Regions from separate parts of the Mus musculus genome. Here region 1 is linked to region 2. Evidence: chromatin contacts called from public Hi-C data. All regions are on one chromosome and are shown on one strand. Each heading gives the region's core, a stretch centred on a gene start, on an enhancer-like site or on the middle of the called end of the contact. The rest is flanking DNA. Distances are from core to core; before and after follow the strand shown. Region 1 overlaps Dscaml1 (DS cell adhesion molecule like 1). Region 2 holds the start of 4833428L15Rik (RIKEN cDNA 4833428L15 gene).

What was found. Hi-C and Micro-C count contacts between places; a contact is called where the count stands out from the background.
Region 1: a Hi-C map of group 2 innate lymphoid cells shows a contact between it and region 2, with 1.9 times the contacts expected there. The contact joins the enhancer-like site here to the promoter of 4833428L15Rik in region 2. A contact is called at or near these places in 2 of 39 promoter capture datasets (the HPC-7 cell line and hippocampal neurons), 11 of 484 Hi-C or Micro-C datasets (the AtT-20 cell line, embryonic stem cells, frontal cortex and 8 more), 6 of 115 datasets of contacts at active chromatin or transcription factors (VIP interneurons, embryonic basal ganglia, embryonic forebrain and 3 more) and 2 of 9 other capture datasets (liver and pancreatic islet).

What each region holds. Positions count from the first base shown.
Region 1 is chr9:45,495,385-45,499,859 of GRCm38.p6, reverse strand. All of the region lies in intron 3 of Dscaml1 (DS cell adhesion molecule like 1), which reads right to left. Among named protein-coding and RNA genes, the nearest start is that of 4833428L15Rik, 66 kb to the right of the region's middle. Within about 2 kb of position 2,964, at least 19 of the 459 cell types and tissues checked have an H3K27ac peak or open chromatin away from gene starts, as enhancers often do. A contact at or near this core is called in group 2 innate lymphoid cells, pancreatic cancer cells, retina and 1 more, where this site is marked.
Region 2 is chr9:45,429,168-45,433,260 of GRCm38.p6, reverse strand. 4833428L15Rik (RIKEN cDNA 4833428L15 gene) reads left to right here and starts at 2,029. Exons shown (of 5, transcript NR_040732.1): 1 at 2,029-2,116. It overlaps Dscaml1 (DS cell adhesion molecule like 1), which reads right to left and starts at 2,908. Exons shown (of 33, transcript NM_001081270.2): 1 at 2,749-2,908. The coding sequence starts at 2,794.

The sequences.
Region 1 (4,475 bases), core at 1,715-4,214, 66 kb before region 2:
TCACTGCCACAGGAATAGTCACAGAGACCTGCTCCCACTGCGAGAACGAAGGGACTCAGGGGGACAGGAGAAGGTGACTCTTCTGGGCTTTCCCTAAGGGTTGGGCTTGTGGAGTTGGGCCCAGCCTGCAAGGGAGCAGGGAAGGCTAGGTGCTTTCTGGATGGCATTTGAAACAGGAGGAAACCAGTCCTGCCTCCCTGAGACCTTGACAGGGTGATCTGAGAAGCTCCCAAACAGACAGAACAGAACACTAGGCTGGGGCCCACACAGCACAGCATAGCGTCCTAGGCTGTGCTCAATCTAACCCATGCCTTTGGAGACGGAGTCTTCTCTGACGGCACAGTGTTCTACTCCTGGCTCCTGTCAGCTCACAGTGGGCCCATGGTGGCTCTGCCCTTGCCCCTCCCTGGCAGCTTTTCCGCGGTCTAGGTCTTCAGCGAGGACAGGAGGAGCTCTGTCCCGCCCCCACCACTGATCACAGCTCTGATTGTAGCAGGCACGGCTCCCCCTCTTTACTGTTATGACTAAATCAAGTTGGGAGATTTATCTCCCACTTATCTCTCCCGTTTCTGCTCCCTGTCCGATCTGCACTGTTGAACACAGCAGAGCGAAAACATATCACCCATTCTGATCAGCGGCTATGCAGCTAAAAAACAACCCCCCCCACACACACATACAGAGAGGGGTCTGTGTAAGAAGGTGAATTCTCCCCACTGAGCCTGAATTCAGAGAACCCCAAACCCCAGTTTGAGGTGCCAGTTGAGCACTAATCAGGGGGTCTTGGAAGGAAATAGAGAGGAAGCTAGGAGCAGGCACCTCACATGCTGGCCTGACTTTTGCCTGAGTCAGCTCAGACCTGAACCCTGTTCTAGCAGAGCCTCTGCAGCTTTCCCAGAAGGAGCTGGTCCACCATCCCCTGGACCTTTCCTTGGATCCTGCTGAGGTGGTAGGAAAGACAGATCAGTGACTGACATCCTCCATCCGGGTTGGCCAGCAAGCTGGCTATCCTCTTTGGGGACTTCCCTTCTCAAGACACCACCTACCAGGGGCAGGACAACACAGAGGGTAAAGAATAGGGCAAAAAGCCTGGGCAAGCTGGTTGGTGTCCTTGAGCCTCAGTTTCCACATCTGCAAAAGGGTTAATGATCTCCATTAGTGTAAAGATTAATGAGGGGTTTTTGTTTGTTCTGTGGGTGGGTGGGTGGGAGCTTTATTGGGGGAGCTTCTGTCTATGGAAGGTGGCTAGCCTGCCAAGGGTCAATATTCCGTATATCTCCCCCACCTCTAAAACGTTTATGCAACCTTGTACTCTCTCACACCTGGTGACACCTCAGATAAGGGAAGGCTCTGCTGCATTCCAAGAACTTGATGACCCAGACTGGCTGAGCCCTTCCTCCTTTCCTTCTGTTCCTTATTCCCCATCATTGCATCAGATTGTAAAGTCAAACTCCAACCAGTGGGATGAGACACAGTCCTGCCTTAGAATACAAAAATTGAAGTGAACTTCCCTCCCAGTGTGCTTGCTAGTCCTGTGTCCGGTCACGGAACACCTTTTTTATAGAAAGAAATTGCCTTGCTGGGTTAATTTCATCTCGTTCCGGTGTTTCTTTGTGTGACACCAAGGATATTCTTTCCCAACATTTAGGAAGTCGCATTTAAACTGGATTCTACAGGAGGTGAGAAGGAGAGGGACACTACTTTGGGTCAGTTGTTATTCAAGGGTTCAAAGGAAATCATTTAATTTCTTTATTTGTTCCATTTTAAGTTTTGCTTATACAGATGTGAGGCCAGATGGTATCTCCTGAACCAAGGCAAGATGGCCCAGAATGTATTCTCTGCACCTTCGCAATGCCCTTCCTGCTATAGAGTCCAGGAAAAGAAAACAGTAGTCCCTGTGCCCCTTGGAACCAAAGGTCTTTCAGGGAGTGAGAGGGACAAGAGCTCAGGTCCTCTTCCTTGGGACCATCTCTCAAAAAATAAACCAACAAACCAGTGATCCCAATAAAGAGATTAAAATTATGTTGTAGCTTTGGTGTTAATTTTCTGAGACAGGGTCTCACTTTGTAACCCAGGCTGACTTCTGGTTCTCTATTCCTCTGCCTCTGTCTCTCGAGTTCTGAGATTGTAAATGCACCACTATTCTCAACATTATTGAAGTTTTGATGGCAGGCAAAGACCCTGAGAGCCCCAAAGTGAGAGGATCGGGCAGTGGGTCAGAGGACATGCTCAAACACCAGTGCCAATGTAGGCTTTGTAGGGATGGTGGCACGAAAGCCTTGACATCCAGGTGTGGGGGCCTGCAAGACAGTCGGGCCAGCAAAAGCAGCCCTGTTGGACAGGTCTCCTCTGAGCAGCAGCCGAAGTCACCGCAGGGTGCAAAGCAGGAGTGATCAAGTGTTGCTGTGTCCAGCCCCTGTGGCTCCTGTTCACACTCTGAGTTTGCACTTTAGTTACCATCTGTGCTAGTCCATTCATTGACTCACGAGACTCGGTTTTAGAAAAACCCTAGTAAGTGGATACAAGTCTTATTTCAACATTATATATGAAGGATAGAGACATAGTCTTGACATAATTTACCCAAGGTCACACAGCTAGTAAATAGAAATGCTAGGATTTGAGCCTGAAGCTCACTGTTATGATGAAATGATGACATTATAACATAAGAATGTAACTTTCTATCTCCCCCACCCCAATGCTAATCACCAAGGCTATGTTTACTCTTTGCAATGTAATGGGATTGTAGATAAGCCTCAGGAAAATTGTGGGTACTGCCCAGGGGCTGGCAATGACCCTATATCCTTTTCTTTCTTTCCCCTCTAAGCACCTAATATTCTCCACCTTCCTTAAGCAAAACTACTTCTCCAGACAGGAAGGATTCACTAACTCACCTAACTAGAGTGCAGTGGCTGGGCCGAGAGCACTATGCCTGCTGCTGATCGGCTTTGTGGACTCCGAGAGAGGAGAAGCAGCCTGGCAGATGTGGGAAGGGTTGAGAGTCCTGATGCTCATGTCTGAACATGAGTCAGAGACAGAGCCTGATTGTGGCTCCTCACTTCCTACCTTTGGAAACTCTCTGGTTCCTTCCTTTGCTTATGATTTATTTATGACTCCTGTTGGGGGTGCTGGTTTAGGACAGTAAGTAATGTCTGAGCAACACAAAGGACCTGTAAAGTGGGAGGACCAACAGTGCTATGGGGCAAGGGGATGAGAATCACAGGGTTCACACCAGGAAGGACTGGGGATGGCAAGCGCCTCCTTCACTTGCTGAGTCCTCTCACCAGTTCCTGGTCCTTGAGAATGCTTTGTGGTTCTTAAAACCCTCTAGGGACAGAGATGCTGACCCAGTATGAGCTGAACTGCCTTCCCCGTCACCAGCCTCAGCACCCACAGGCTCTACCCTGATGATACCTTCTTCCTGTCCCTGCTACTGACTCCTGGCTTATGCTCTGCCTCATCATGTCCCTGGAGCCACACAGATGCAGAGAGTAGCCCCAGCTGGCCGGTTACCTCCTGATGCTGGTCAGGCCTTCCCCATGGTGGGCTGCAGCCAGCTCTGAGTTCAGGTGAGGAACACAAGTGGTGTGAGGACTTGGTGATAGGAAGGAAGCAGCAGATGGGGGTCAGAGCCAGGGTGGGCATGGCACCGGCCTGAGTACTGTGTGACCTTGGCCAAGACCTTCTGTGTTCAGGGTCCTAGTCTGCTTACACACAGCAGGGAGAGCTGTGTTGTGCCTCACCGGCCAAGCCAGAAGTGGACTTTGTCCCTTAGAAGACTTTGTAAATGACTCTGTGTCAGGATCAGAGCCGCTATTCACTACATTCTCTTGGTTCCAGGTCTGTCTACAAGTCTGAGGGTCTCCATGGACCTGTCTTGACCTGGTGACCCTCCCACCATCCTTTTTTTTTTTGGACATGGAGCTATCTTTATGAAGCCTTTAGAACCTTGTTTTTCACCATCTACAAGTGGCCTGGTCGCAATGAGCACTGTTTTAGCTGATCATCAGAGACAAGCTGTCTGCCTCTAGACTACTGCCCCGGTATTCTGAAAGGAGCAAGATGAATCCTGAAGCAAGCTATGCCTGCAACCCAACCTGCCCCAGCTAAGCAAGGCCAAAAGATTGGACCAATATCATCTGCCATGTAGGCCAGGCTCCTGAGAACCCTGTGTGGAAGATTCAGGGCTCAACAGGAACTCTACTCTGCTTCTATATTCTAGTAATAAACAATCTGAAAGGGAAACTAAGAAACTCAGTTGCATGCCAGGAGGATATGCTGAAGAACCAGAGGCAGGAGAATCCCCGAGACTAGCCTGGGGCGGAGAGATGGCTCAGCAGGTAAAAGTATTTGCCACCTAAGCTGGATGACCCAAGTTCTATCCTCAGGTCCCACTGGTGGAAGGAGCGAACCAACTCCCTAAAGTTGTCATCTGACCTCCATATGCATACTGTGGCATTCATACTCGCCTTCACATATAA
Region 2 (4,093 bases), core at 780-3,279:
TTCATCTGGCTGCCCAGACCTGGATTTGTTTTGGCAATAATAAGGCAGTTATTGGAGACTCGATAACCGATTATTAAAACACCTTCCTGGTTTAGTTCTGGGGAAACAGGCTGAGCTCGGGCTTCGTCAAAAAAAAAAAAAAAAAAAAAAAGGTATTTTGAGAGGAATGGAAATAACAGAAGCTTAAAACACATTCAATAACTGCTTAATTCCATCCAGAGGACGCTCCATCTCCTCCTGTTTTCTTCTCTCTGCCTGCCGCCTCCCGCTCCTCACAGATGGACGTACAAATTATTGCAAGAGGATATTGTTTTCTGTAACAGGCTGGAACATTCGCATTTACATTTTCCTTGGTGCCGCGGGGGTGACTGGCAACGAGAGAGAAATAAACCACGCCCCATCTTTCTTGCTTTCCCCACATTACGTCTTCCCCCCTCCCCAGCCGCCTCCACCACCCACCTACCATGCCACCCCAAGCAGAACAGGCCCCTGGGGATCAGCCTGGCACCTAAGACCCAATTAAGGCACCAAGGAAAAGATAGGCCTGTCTGGCAAGGCTGCCTGGCGCCCAGCACAGATGCTGGTGCTCTGAATGGCAAGGGAGCCAAGGATCTGCAGACCCAAAGGCCACCCAGGGCCGCCATACCTGGTAACTCCTGTCTACCCACAAGACCTAGTTGTGGCAACTTCCTGCCTGCGTAGGAGAGGGCTCTGCCCCTCCAGCTGTTGCCCTGTGGCCTTCTGGGCCTTTCTCCACCCCCACCCCCATCTGCTCCTTCCCTATCAAATAACTGGGGCTTCATTTATTAATGCAGCGCTCCTGGGTGGGGGTGGGTGCAGTCCTGCAGGTATTTGTGAAGGAGGCTGCAGGGCTGAGAAATGGGCTGTTCCTGGGAGCAAGGTTAGGGACAAAGCAACTGAGTGTGGCCACAGCTCTGGTCCGTGTTCCTTGCCTGACAAATGGAAAAGGGAAGGGGGTTGGAGTGAGAGCTATGGAGAGAGAAAGCCGCTCCTCACCTTATGTATATTTAATATTAACGTAATTAAAGCTGTGAGCCAAACCAGCCTGCCAGGGTGGAGGGAAGCAGGAAGAGCCCCAAGAAAGAAAATTGGTGTGTGTGGTGTGTGTGTGTGTGTGTGTGTGTGTGTGTGTGTGTGTGTGGTGTGTACTGGAAGCAGGAGGCAAGATTGTTGCTCTCAGGTGGGATGAAGAGGTCAGATTAGGAGTCCAGGGGGGCAAGGAGTTAAGCAAGCAAGTCTAGCCTTGGTGTGTTACCCGGTGGCCCCCTTGGCCTGAGAAAGTCCATTACTTTGCTCACCATTTGAGGCCACCCGCTACCCAGCACCCGTATCTTCTGGACAGAATCCCAGTGGACTAGGCCATCAGACTGGCTCTGAGTAGGCCATCAGACTGGCTCTGACCCGGCCATAGCACTAATAAGGGCTAGGTTCCTCCTTTAATCTACCGAGCATTGCTTTGGGCTCTGGCAGGTTACAAACTCCGTACATCTCCAGGCATTAGCAGAGGACTAGACCCCTCCCCCGGGCTCTTGGCTGTCCTTCTCCATTGCCTAGAGGGGCAAGAATTATTATTGGACCAGGCCAACCCATGCAAAGGGGGCGAAAGGAGAAGCTGCCCTCTGGGCGCGAAGGAGAAAAGTTAGAGGCTTGAGCAGGTAAAGCCGAGAAGCGTCTGTGCTCTACAGCGCAAGGGCGCGGAGTTCGGCCGCCTCCTCTCCCTCCTGCCATCTGCGCGCCCGGGGGCACGTCCTCTACCACAGCCTAGAAGCTCAACTGCCCGCGCTGCCCAAGTGTCGATTTGGTGCCCAGATTGCTAACCATCGAAAATGCCTGCTTTTTGCCAACCCCTCAGTCCCGGCTGCCTCTCAGATCAGGTGCACGGAACCCCGGGAGCAGGTCTGGACATGCCGGACACCTGGACCCACCCCTAGCAACCTTTTCTCTCCCGGGAAAGGGACACGCCCCCCAGTCTGAACACTTGTCCCCAGGTCCAGCAGGCCAAGCGCCGGAGCGGAGAGTCTTGCACCTTGGGGCGCGCTGCCTAAGGTGGTCAGGGAGACGCAGAGAAGCCGGAGCCAGCGCCTGGGGTACAGGGGTGAGACATAGGTGATGGCGACTCTTGGGTCTGAAGAACAAACTTGGTGTCCGAGGGAACCCCCACCCCTGGGGACCCCTAGCTCCCCAGCCCTGCACCCAGCCAGGCGCGGATAAGCGCCATGCGGTGCGCCGGCATTTGCGCCAGGGCGGGGGTCGAGGGCGGTCGAGGGGCGCACGAAGCTACGGCAGGAGTGATCTTCCCTAGGTCCAAGGACCCAAATACCGAGGGCTCCCGGATGAAGTCTCAGTCCGAGGACCACCTGGCTCGCAGGGCACCCCGGGGTCCCAGCTCCAGCAAGCCGCGGGAGCGGGCTGGGGGCTGGGGGAGGGGGCCAGGGCAGAACTAAAGCTGGGCTGCGATGGGAAAACCAGGGGTTCCTTTGCCACCGCCCCCCACGGGCGCGCCCCTAAACGGCAGGCGCAGGGGGGCTGGCAAGCGGTCCCAGGCTGACTCTCACCAGACCCTTCTCTCGGAACCGCCCCAGCTCTCGCGCCCACCCAGCGCCATGCACCCGAGTGGGTCCAGCACTCGGGCACCTGGAGCCCACTGGGCACCGCACCTTGCCTCCAGCCGCGCGCATCCCAGCCCCGCCGCCTCCACCGCCCAGCCGCCGGCAGCGCGGGTCTCACCTTTGTGTAAAGAGTCCAGGAGCAGGAGGAAAGTTACCAGCCACATGCCATAAAGAGGCCCTATTCTCCGGGGAGGTGGTCCTGTGGCCGGCCGTGCGGCAGCGCCTCTCCCCCGCTCAGCGCGCTCCCAGCCGCCCGCACTCGGCGCCCCGCTCTCTCTGCTCCTCAGCCCAGCGCGCGGCGGCGGCTCCTCCCTCCTCGGCTCCCCGGCTCCTGTCATCCACGGGGCTGGGCTAGGCGGCCGCTTTCCCCGCCCCAGCCCCCCGCGACACCCCGGGGTGGTGAGTGCTACTCCAGCCCCAGCCTGGGGTCACTTAGTCCCACAAGCTTAGGGGACAGAGGTGGGGACCCTGACCAGACAGTCTCGATCCTGCTCCTCTGGTCGAGAGAGGAGAGGGGTCCCTGTAACTCGCAGGCTTTTGAGCCTATGGTCGCACAGAGGCATATGTCATACATGTGCTAAGAGTCTGCCATGTAAGGGGAAAAGAACACGGGTTTTTCGCCCGGCCGGTCATTCAAAGCCATTGCTGGCTGTTTCTTTTGGACTCAGTTTCCCTCCACGAATGGGAGAGCATAGGTGCTCTGAGTAACATCTGGGCTAAAAATCTTTGAAGACATTTGGTACTCTATATCTCAATGCCCAATCGTACGTGTTGCTCCCAAACCCTTAGTCACTTCTGCAAGTCAGCTTCCTGGAGAAGCTGTCTCAGACCACCCATCCCCAGCACTGTCCAAATATACACTAGAACCTAATACTTAAAAAAAAAAAAGCCAGTCATTTACAATGCACAGATAATGCCTGTTCTATGTGTGCTTTGTCCCTCTCTCCCTAACCTCCCCCCACCACACCCCCCGCGCCCCTGCACACACACCATCACAGCTTCCTCGCCTTGCAGAATCTGTCTGGTCAAGACAAAGTGAGGAGAGTGCCTTATCAGCCACCAAATGGAAGCCTAGCACAGCTGAGCTCTGAGACAGGCACCATGTCATGCCTGACTCTGACGTGGAAGGCTGATGTGGTGAAAGTCTTCTTTTGTCTTAATTCTCAAATAAGAGGCCACACAGGTTCCAGAGAAGGGGTCCAGCTAACCCGAAGATACACTAGGTGCCAGCACAGAACTCTCCATGCAAATAGCCACCTGTTTTGACCTGGCTTTCTGTGAGGCATAGTAGGAAAGGTGGGAGAAGCTGGGAGCTGCGGTTCTGTCTCCTCCAGATGTCTCACCCAAGTTCAGGCGAAGAACCAGGTTTTCTCATTCACAGGTTTTGCCAAAATATGTCTAACGTTTTAAACTAAAATTTGAAAGCTGTGCTTTTTTTTTAAATGGAAAGATCCGTAAAGTGT